Regions from separate parts of the Mus musculus genome. Here region 1 is linked to region 2. A link is a contact called in public Hi-C data. All regions are on one chromosome and are shown on one strand. The core of a region is the stretch at or near the end of the contact, and the rest is flanking DNA. Distances in the headings are between cores, read along the strand shown. Region 1 holds the start of Syt14 (synaptotagmin XIV). Region 2 overlaps Syt14 (synaptotagmin XIV).

What was found. A called contact is a pair of places that touch in the nucleus more often than the background predicts.
Region 1: a Hi-C map of erythroblasts shows a contact between it and region 2, with 2.9 times the contacts expected there. The contact joins the promoter of Syt14 here to the enhancer-like site in region 2. A contact is called at or near these places in 4 of 39 promoter capture datasets (the HPC-7 cell line, fetal liver, hippocampal neurons and 1 more), 1 of 15 datasets of contacts at CTCF or cohesin (CD8 T cells), 7 of 484 Hi-C or Micro-C datasets (CD4 single positive thymocytes, cerebral cortex, cortical neurons and 4 more), 2 of 115 datasets of contacts at active chromatin or transcription factors (both in embryonic stem cells) and 2 of 9 other capture datasets (adipose tissue and pancreatic islet).

Annotation. Positions count from the first base shown.
Region 1 is chr1:193,034,363-193,039,093 of GRCm38.p6, forward strand. It overlaps Syt14 (synaptotagmin XIV), which reads right to left and starts at 1,413. Exons shown (of 8, transcript NM_181546.3): 1 at 1,261-1,413. The coding sequence starts at 1,273.
Region 2 is chr1:192,999,767-193,004,678 of GRCm38.p6, forward strand. The region is part of intron 2 of Syt14 (synaptotagmin XIV); the gene reads right to left. Among named protein-coding and RNA genes, the nearest start is that of Syt14, 34 kb to the right of the region's middle. Within about 2 kb of position 1,570, at least 20 of the 459 cell types and tissues checked have an H3K27ac peak or open chromatin away from gene starts, as enhancers often do. A contact at or near this core is called in erythroblasts and rod photoreceptor, where this site is marked.

The DNA.
Region 1 (4,731 bases), core at 163-2,662, 34 kb after region 2:
GGTTGAACATGCTGTTCTGAACATCAACGATTACAGGTAGATTTTATTCTCCATCATCTTAGCAAATCATGTCAATGTGTCCCGTACTTAATCTCTAAATTGAAGTAAACATGAAACACACAGCTGAGTTAATTCTGGAGTTTGGTGGCTGGATCCTAAAGAAGCCCCCAGGCGTGTATACTAACAGAGACCAGTCACCTAAGGGAATTACTGTGCGAGGGGGAACACATTAAATGTAGGCAAGTAATGATTCAGCTACAGGTACTCTGTACAGGTCACGCAGGGAAGTTTTGGAAATCCTTTTTTTTGTACTGAGCTCATCTAAAATGGAAAACAAGATGCTGTAAGCATCACACCTGTGTGATACTAACTGCACAATATGCTCCTTAAAAGCAAGGCAAATTCCACTCCACTCCAACTCCATGCTCTCAGAATAAGAGGAAAATACACATCGGTACCACTTACCTTACCCAATTCGAATCAAGCTACTTGTGAAACATTTCTGTTGCCAATCTTCTGGGTGCGTTTGTCATAAATAGGCATTTGCCTCTCCCCGGAAAAAAGCAATTGTGAGGGTCAGATAAGAGGGTTGACCTCACGAAGATGTCCTGGCCCCCCTATACCCGTCAACCGAAGGGGACAGCGTGGTTATCATCGGCCCAGAAAGCCCGACAGGAGCAGCAGGATGAGCGGATCCCACAAGGGCAGCCTCCCGCTGCCGAACAGCACGGCGCTTCTCAATACCTCAGAGCCTCATTCACCTCAGCATCTCGGTATCTCAGCGCCCTAGTACCTGAGCATCTCACTCAGTACCTCAGCGCCTTAGTAACTGAGTCTCCTCAGTGCCTCAGAACCTCAGCGCCTCATTTACCTCAGAGACTCAGCACCTCAGTGTCTAAGTACCTAAGTCTCCTCTGTGCCTCAGAACCTCAGCGCCTCATTATCACCTCAGAGACTGAGCGAGTTGGCGTCTAAGTACCTCAGCGCCTTAGTACCTGAGCATCTCACTCAGTACTTCAGAGCCTTAGTACCTGAGCATCTCACTCAGTACTTCAGAGCCTTAGTGCCTGAGCATCTCACTCGGTACCTCAGCGCCCAAAGTGTGTAGGCCAGTGCTCGCGAGGGCCGCACGCCGCGCCTAGGCCGGTGTCCCGCATTAGCTTCCCTTACAGTCCGGACCCGCAACCCGCACCTCGGCCTCCTGGGCCCTGCGCTCGCTCGCGGGGCGTCTTCTCCGCGCATCGCTTGCCTTCCACTTACCTTCGATCGCCATGATGCGCTCGCCATGGACCGCACCAACCACGCAGGGAGAGCGGGGGTAAGTGCTGGAGCTTGCTCTTCTTAGGCCTCGGGCCAGAGGGGCGGGAACGCCCCGGGGCCAGGCAGCTGGGCCTCCAGGAGCTGGGGCGGGGCGGCGGGGTGGGGTCGAAGCTCCGGAGCAGGCGGCGCAGGAAGCGGAACCTTCCACGGTCGCGCACCGTCGGCACGTGACACCGCCCCGCCCCCGGCCCCTCTAGGCCCCGCCCCTCGCAACAACTATAGTTTGGCCCACAACCTCGACTTAACCCATTCCCATCTACCTTCCCAGGCCCCGCCCCCGAAATATCCACAACCCCGCCTACCACCCTGACCCGCCACGCCCGCCTCTTGCTGGCCACGCCCTCACCTCCCCCAACCCCCTCTCCCCCAGCCAGTGCAGGGTCTCAGGCGGGCGTTCCCAACAGGTGCAGACAGAGCAGAGAGCAGCCTCAGCAGCCAGCCTTCACCAGGCTTCCAGAGCGGCTGGACAAGCGGTCAGGACCACGGACAGGTCTCCGCACCCAGGAGGTGCCAGATTCCCTCTCAGCGAAGATCTATTCAGTTTGGTTTGGTTTGCCTGAACACTCACCTCAGATTTCAGCCAGCCAGTAGAGACAGCTTCGTGGCACAGCAAACCAGAAAGAGGGATCGTGAGGATAGTCTCTGTCTCTCCCTCCTTCCCTCTCTCTCTTCAGCCTCATTTCTAATGTGACCCAACTCCACAGGAGCCTGATGCCTCCTTGGAGGAACGAGTTCCCCATTTGTCTATGCATTGCAAGCACACATTTGAAGCCACACAATTGTAGGTGTTGCACAGACGTCTTGACAAAGGGCCTGAAATGCATGTCATGTACCCATTTTTAAGTTTGCAAGCCCTTGAGCATGTGAACACCCAAAAGCCAACCCCGAGCAAACTAGCTACCTAATCAGCCCCTCTCCACTGTTTATCCCGCTTCGTTTGGGTACTTTAAAGGCCGGATGGAGGAGCCTAGAAGGATAGGGGATTAGTGATTCTTCCTTGTGGAGAAGATGGTCACTCCTAGAACAGGTGGCTATATTAAGGACAGAAACAAAGAAGAAAATATTTTCCACTTATTATGTGAGGTTGGACTGTAATCTAGAGCAGAAACTGCCTTTCATTGCTTTTATATAACTTCTCCCTCAGTCGATTGATGCTCAATAGGCATCGATTCTTTAACATTTTTTTTCTACATTTGCTTATTTATTGGGGCAGGACCTTCGTGTGAAGGTTAAAAGACAGTTTGCAGAAGTTTGTTCTCATCACCATATGACCTCCAGGGATCAAAATCAGGTTGTCAGCCAGGCTTGGTAGCAAACATCTTTACCTTCTGAGACTTTTCCCTGACCCTGTTCTTTAATGTTTTGACTAGTCCAGTGAATATCTGTTGATCTAGGCATCATATAGAGAACTGGCTGCAGGGGTAGAGGAGATGGATCAGTTGATAAAGTGCTTGTTGCACAAGCATGAGAGCTTGAGCTCAATCCACACCTTTTTTTTTTTTTAAGTAGCATGCTTGTTATCCTAACTCTGTAGAACTGAGATAGGCAGATCCTTGAAGTTCATTGTTAAGCCAGTGTAGACTAACTGATGAACTCCAAGATCAATGAAAAAGCCTGTCTCAAAAAATAAAAAATAAAAAAGGGGGATGGGTGAGACTGGAGAAATGTCTCAACCGTGAAGATCACTTGCTGTTTTTGCAGAGGACCTGGGCTCAGCTCCCAGCATCCACATGGGAGCTTACAACTGTTGTAACTCCAATTCTAGGGGATCTGACATCCTCTTCCAGCCTCCATAGACACCGGTCATGCATAAAATAAAATAAATAGGCAAAGAAGAGAGCTAGCCGGGCAGTGGTGGCACACACCTTTAATCTCAGCACTTGGGAGGCAGGGGCAGGCAAATTTCTGAGTTTGAGGCCAGCCTGATCTACAGAGTGAGTTCCAGGACAGCCAGGGCTATACAGAGAAACCTTGTCTCGAAAAAACCGAGAGAGAGAGAGAGAGAGAGAGAGAGAGAGAGAGAGAGAGAGAGACACTGAGGAAAACATTCAGCATGTCTATCTTACAGATACAGATGCATGCATGCACCTATCCATACATGAACGCACACACATGCATAGAAACACACACCAAAAACATATATCTACAAACAGGAATTGTTATTGAAGGATCAAACTAAATGACTGTTCTTATAAAATACCTATAGGTTAGTCTAAAGCGCTCTCTCATTCTCTCTCTCATTCTCTCTCTCATTCTCTCTCTCTCTCTCTCTCTCTCTCTCTCTCTCTCTCTCTTTCTCTCTCGGGGGAATACCATCAATATGCTTGGGATCCAGATACAATAATAAGGTTTTCTCCAGGACACTGTACTTAAAACAGACTTGAACTTCAGGACATGAAATTTGAAACCACAGATCTTGGTTTGTGGTTTCTAGCTGGCTTCAACTGTTGAAACTTACAAGAATTTCATATTGAAAGCCAAACATCTCAGAAATCAGCAGTTACACAGGTATCTGCATAAACCAGGTTAGTTCACAATAGTTTTCTCAGAAAGTGTGTGTGCGCGTGCTTGTGTGTGTGTGCGTATTAAACTTGAGCTTCAAACTTAGGACTTTGGCCAAAGTACTAATAACATTTCCCCTTAAGTTAAAACTCATAATCCACTCTACCAACATTACCTTTTGTAATAATCTGAGATGGGTCTTAGATAATACCATATATATTATTATCTCAACTTCTGCCCAACATTTCATACAACTTCTGAGTTTGCTTAAAGCCTGCAATTGTTTGGATATGTGTTGTCCCCACCAAAATCAGTTGAAAATTCAATTGCTAGCATAATGGTATTGTATGGTTGGGACCTTTAAAAGGTGTTGAACTAGAAGGTATAGCCTTCATAAAGAGAGCAGTATAGCTCCTACTAACCAGAAGTAGTTACCACAGGTTAGCCCAAGGCTGTGTGATTATAAACTGAGTTGATTCCTTTTCCACCTTCTTTCCCAAGGCACAAGCTGATTACTCTCACACACTCTCTCACCATGTAATAACACAAGGTCCTCACCAGACATGACAATCCTCAGAACCCATGAGCTGAATTAAACCATTTTCCTTATAAATTAACCAGTCTGGCTATCACACAGAAGACTAAGACATAGCCACTCTTAAATTAGTTGCTTATCTTAGCTTCTTTGTTTACTTTTTTAAAGTATGTGACTGGTTCAACAGTTCTAATTTCAAGAAGTATCAACTTATTTTATTTATAAGCTTTACATTTTATTATAGATCATGCCTAAAAATAATAGTTGTTTTTTATCTTGACTGTGTACCTCCAAAGCATTGACACTGTATATTTAATGCATTGGGACTGATGATTAGCTTTTTATTTTAATCCTTTTTATAATGAGTTAGTTGT
Region 2 (4,912 bases), core at 320-2,819:
CTCTCCTGGGCATATATCCAGAAGATGTCCCAACCGGTAAGAAGGACACATGCTCCACTATGTTCATAGCAGCCTTATTTATAATAGCCCGAAGCTGGAAAGAACCCAGATGCCCCTCAACAGAGGAATGGATACAGAAAATGTGGTACATTTACACAATGGAGTATTACTCAGCTATTAAAAACAATGAATTCATGAAATTCCTAGGTAAATGGATGGACCTGGAGGGCATCATCCTGAGTGAGGTAACCCAATCACAAAGGAACTCACACAATATGTACTCACTGATAAGTGGATATTAGCCCAGAAACTTAGGATACCCAAGATATAAGATACAATTTGCTAAACGCATGAAACTCAAGAAGAACGAAGACCAAAGTGTGGACACTTTGCCATCTTCTTAGAATTGGGAACAAAACACCCATGGAAGGAGTTACAGAGACAAAGTTTGGAGCTGTGAAGAAAAAATGGACCATCTAGTGATTGCCATAACCAGGGATCCATCCCATAATCAGCTTCCAAACGCTGACACCATTGCATACACTAGCAAGATTTTGCTGAAAGGACCCAGATATAGCTGTCTCATGTGAGACTATACCGGGGCCTAGCAAACACAGAAGTGGATGCTCACAGTCAGCTATTGGATGGATCACAGGGCCCCCAATGGAGGAGCTAGAGAAAGTATCCAAGGAGCTAAAGGGAACTGCAACCCTATAGGTGGAACAACATTATGAACTAACCAGTACCCTGGAGCTCTTGACTCTAGCTGCATATGTATCAAAAGATGGCCTAGTCGGCCATCACTGGAAAGAGAGGCCCATTGGACTTGCAAACTTTATATGCCCCAGTACAGGGGAACGCCAGGGCCAAAAAGTGGGAATGGGTGGGTAGGGGAGTGGGGGGAAGGGTATGGGTGACTTTTGGGATAGCATTGGGGATGTAAATGAGGAAAATACCTAATAAAAATATTTTAAAAAAGAAAGAAATGAGAGTCTATAGGTACAACTTAGTTATGACTACTTATAGGAGTTGGGATGGGGAATAAAAACTTAAAACAAAGCAGGTGCAGAAAACCTGACTCATTTATTAAAACTGTTTTATAAGCAGAATTTATATCTAATATGCTTCCAAGTAAGCATATACATGGTTTTAAGTGTGACAAGACACTTATATTGATGAATATGAAAAAAACACTGTAAATTAAAGTGAAACATAAGCAAACCTCCATGTTTAATAAAAACTGCACTTCAGACATTCAGAACAACAGATTTTGCAAAGCAATATGCAGAACACTGAACAGTCTTCACCTTAGCCATTAGATGGCACCATGCATCTTCTAGTCAATGGGACTCTACTAATATCCCCACATGCTTAGAATAGAGTAAAAGATATAGTATGTTTAACCTTTAAGTAAATATATTATACATCTTTCATCATTGTGAATTTGTTTTAAAGATAATACAAGCAACTATGTTTCTATTATAATTTTTAGAATGTTAAAACTTATGCAGACTAAAGGTAATGTCACATGTCCAGCAGATGGCTTTCCTAAGGTAAACCTGGGGCAAAGCTTCCTGTGTGAACACATTCATTACTAATAAACCTACAAGAACTTCTAATTTTTAATTCTCTGGTTTCTCTGTCCTTTCTCCTTACCTAAATTTCATCCAATTGTCTTCTCTAATGTAGGACTCTCATTTTCTGGGTATTTTCCAGTCTCTATTCTAAAAGCTCTGCTCCAGAAGACCCCATTCTGGTCATTCCTTTCTCTAGGTCCAATTAAGAGTCTCAAAGATCAGATGCATCCCGGTACCCAATAATGCTGTAACATCAGAGGAAATACATGAAACAGCACCACCTAGGACACTGAACAGAGGAAATGAGGGCAATGATCACTCAACGGAGATAACAGTATGCTGCAATTCCAAAAGCGTCTTGTCTGGAGAGAAGACAGTACTGTAGTGCACAGAGTGGAGTGACCTGGAAGCACATTGACTTTTCTGAGCTGAAGAGATAAGAGAGTATGACACTCAAAGGAGGCTGAAGCACATATATCTGAGAATGGCCAGAAAAAAAGTTCTGCACATCATTGGGTGTTGCCAATAAGCCCAGCTCTTAGGAGGCTGATGCAGGATAACCACACTAATCTAGTCTAGCCAGCCTAAACCACTTAGTCTCAAAAACAGGCTGAGGCTATAGCTCAGTTGGTAATGTGCTTATCCTGAGTTCCAGCCTGATATTAATTGGAAATGGTGACTCATGCCTGTAATCCCAGAAGTAAGGAGATGAGGCAAGAGGACCAGAAGTTCAGGATCATGCATAGTGAGTTCAAGACCAGCCTGAGACACATGAAGCCCTGTCTCAAAAAAAGCAAACCAAAAAGAATAACCAAACCACCAACAACAACAATTACAAGGGGGTGGAGATTCAGCTCGGTAGTTAAAAGCAAGGACCCGCGCTCAGTTCACCGCATCCATTCTAATTATGCAGCGTACACTGCCTGTAACTCTAACTCCACTGGACCCAACACCATCTTCTAGATACCATGTATATACACATACTTTATATATTCACACAGACAAATGGGCATAAATAAAAATAAGTTTAAAAAGGAAACACAAAGCTATCTAGATGTGTGCACTGAGTAACAGATAATATATAGTACAGTGCTTCTTAGCACATACTATATAAAGAAACAGGAACCGGCTGGGAAAACAATTGCTTAAGTAGAGGAAAAGAGCTACTAACCAAATCTAGCACACAAGAAACAGTGACTACAGCAATGATTCAGAGTCTTAAGCAATCTCTCGCTCTTCTGATTAGTGTCTGAAAGCAGATTGCCTCAGAAAGTTAGGTTGTGTTAGTAAACATCTCATCGATGTGGCAAATTATCTGAAATAATCAACTAAAAGAAAGACAGGTCTACTCCGGCTCATAGTTTCAAAAGTCTCAGTCCATGGTCATGGTTGCCTGAGCATACTGCTACAAGCCTGCAGTGGCAAACACAGCTGGCCAGAATACATAGCAGAGGAGCCATGCTCACCTATGGCAGCTACGGATCAAAAAACAGACTCAGGTAGGGGTCAAAGTCTCACTATCTCCGTTACAGGCATGTTTGCAAGGATCTAACTTTTTCCCACTAGGCTCAATCCACAGAACCATAGGCTGGGGAATAAGCCTTTAATATGGGAGTTCTTGGAGGACAATTCTAATAAAATTATAGCAGACTATATTCAGATTTCATTTCCCATGGTTTCACGTAACTATGATTAGCAGCCTGTAGCATCAAACAACAATTTCAAGAAGTAAACAATTTCTAGGTTTCAATGGTACAGCACTGTAAGCAGCAGGATGAAGTTCAGTGTCACCGTCTGTAATGTCAGTCACCTCTCTTCAGTCAGAAACAACCCACAAAGAAGCACATATATACTGGTTTTTCAAAGGAATCTCAGTGTAGTCGGGGTAGCCTTTTTCAACAGTGAATGAAATCATCACTAACCATAGGCAAGAAAGTGAACTGTACTCCATGCACAAAAATTACTCAAAATAAATATCAAGATGAACTTTATGCATGCAAAAATAATAGGATTTTAAATCTTCATTCATTATAGCAATGAAATACATAACACATAATGGGAATAACAAAAATGTGTAAAGCTGTGGAGTGCTATCAGCACACACAGAAAACAAAAAAACTAACATGTTCTGAATGAAAAAGCAATACACTTAGAAATTCAACTACTTTTACCAAGATCCTCTCAGAACCAGGGAAGGGGACATAAACTGCACAAGAAGATGCTTGGCAAGATTATTTCAAAGGTCATCTGGGAAAATGGGCAGCCAGAAAGATATCAGCCCTAAGACCCAGAAGATTTACAGTATAAATGGGGAGCAAAGGCTATTCTGTAACTCTTCATTTTTCATTCTGACAGAAGCTAAGCTTCTGCACAGAGAGACTGTAAAGTTACGGCACACTTACACACTGCACTTACTGGCTCAGGAGGCTTACACTAATCACTGTCTCAAAAATTTATCATTTCTTTCCAATAAAAGCCAGGAATCGTGCTGCATGCTTATAATCCCCATACTGGGAAAGCAGAGACATGAAGGTCATAACTGAGGCCAGTCTGGCCCACAGAGTATGACCTCCAAAACCCAAAACACACAAAATACCTCACAGACAGATAACAACAGTTGGCTACACATGGAATCAGTTCTGTAAGGACTCAGAAATCCAATCTTGTTCAATACACTGGCAGGGACAGACCCTGAACCTCAGCCAGAGGAGGAGTTTGTCTGGTGAAGGATCAGTTTGTCAGAGTAGGCCAGGCAGATTTTGTTCTAGCAACAAAGTGTGGACCTGCTCCTTTTCAAAGCATGTTACAAAGCAGTGCACAGCAGATGGATGATGCAGATGGGTTGGAAAAGCTCAAGCAGGCTTCCAGGTTCTAAAGCTGGTCTACAGTTTCATTCCCCCGAACGCCTAGTGTCAAACACACAAAACTCACAACCTTTAGAGAAGGACAGAAGGGAAGGAAAAAAATGGTCCTTTCTGACAATAGTACTTCAGAGAGAGCAGAATGGGGTTGGGGAGCTGTGCAGTCACCAGCACCTTCCCTTCCCATTGTACTTTTACCTATGACTACTGCCTAGCCTGCACCCCACCTCGCCTGTCAGTGCTGGAAGAACCTGCAGCAGAGTCAATGGGTATTAGAAACAACAGTCACTGCAGGAGACTCTTTCTCTCTCTAGACTCACAACAGAAGTTCAAGGAACTGAGAATGAGAATCCATGCTCCTACTTTCTGTGAAACTGCAGATGAAAATGTCATTTTAATAATAGTAGCAAAAGCTTATTCTTTGCTAACATCACATCTCTATAAATTCACAACCTAATCAAAGTTCCTTGAACC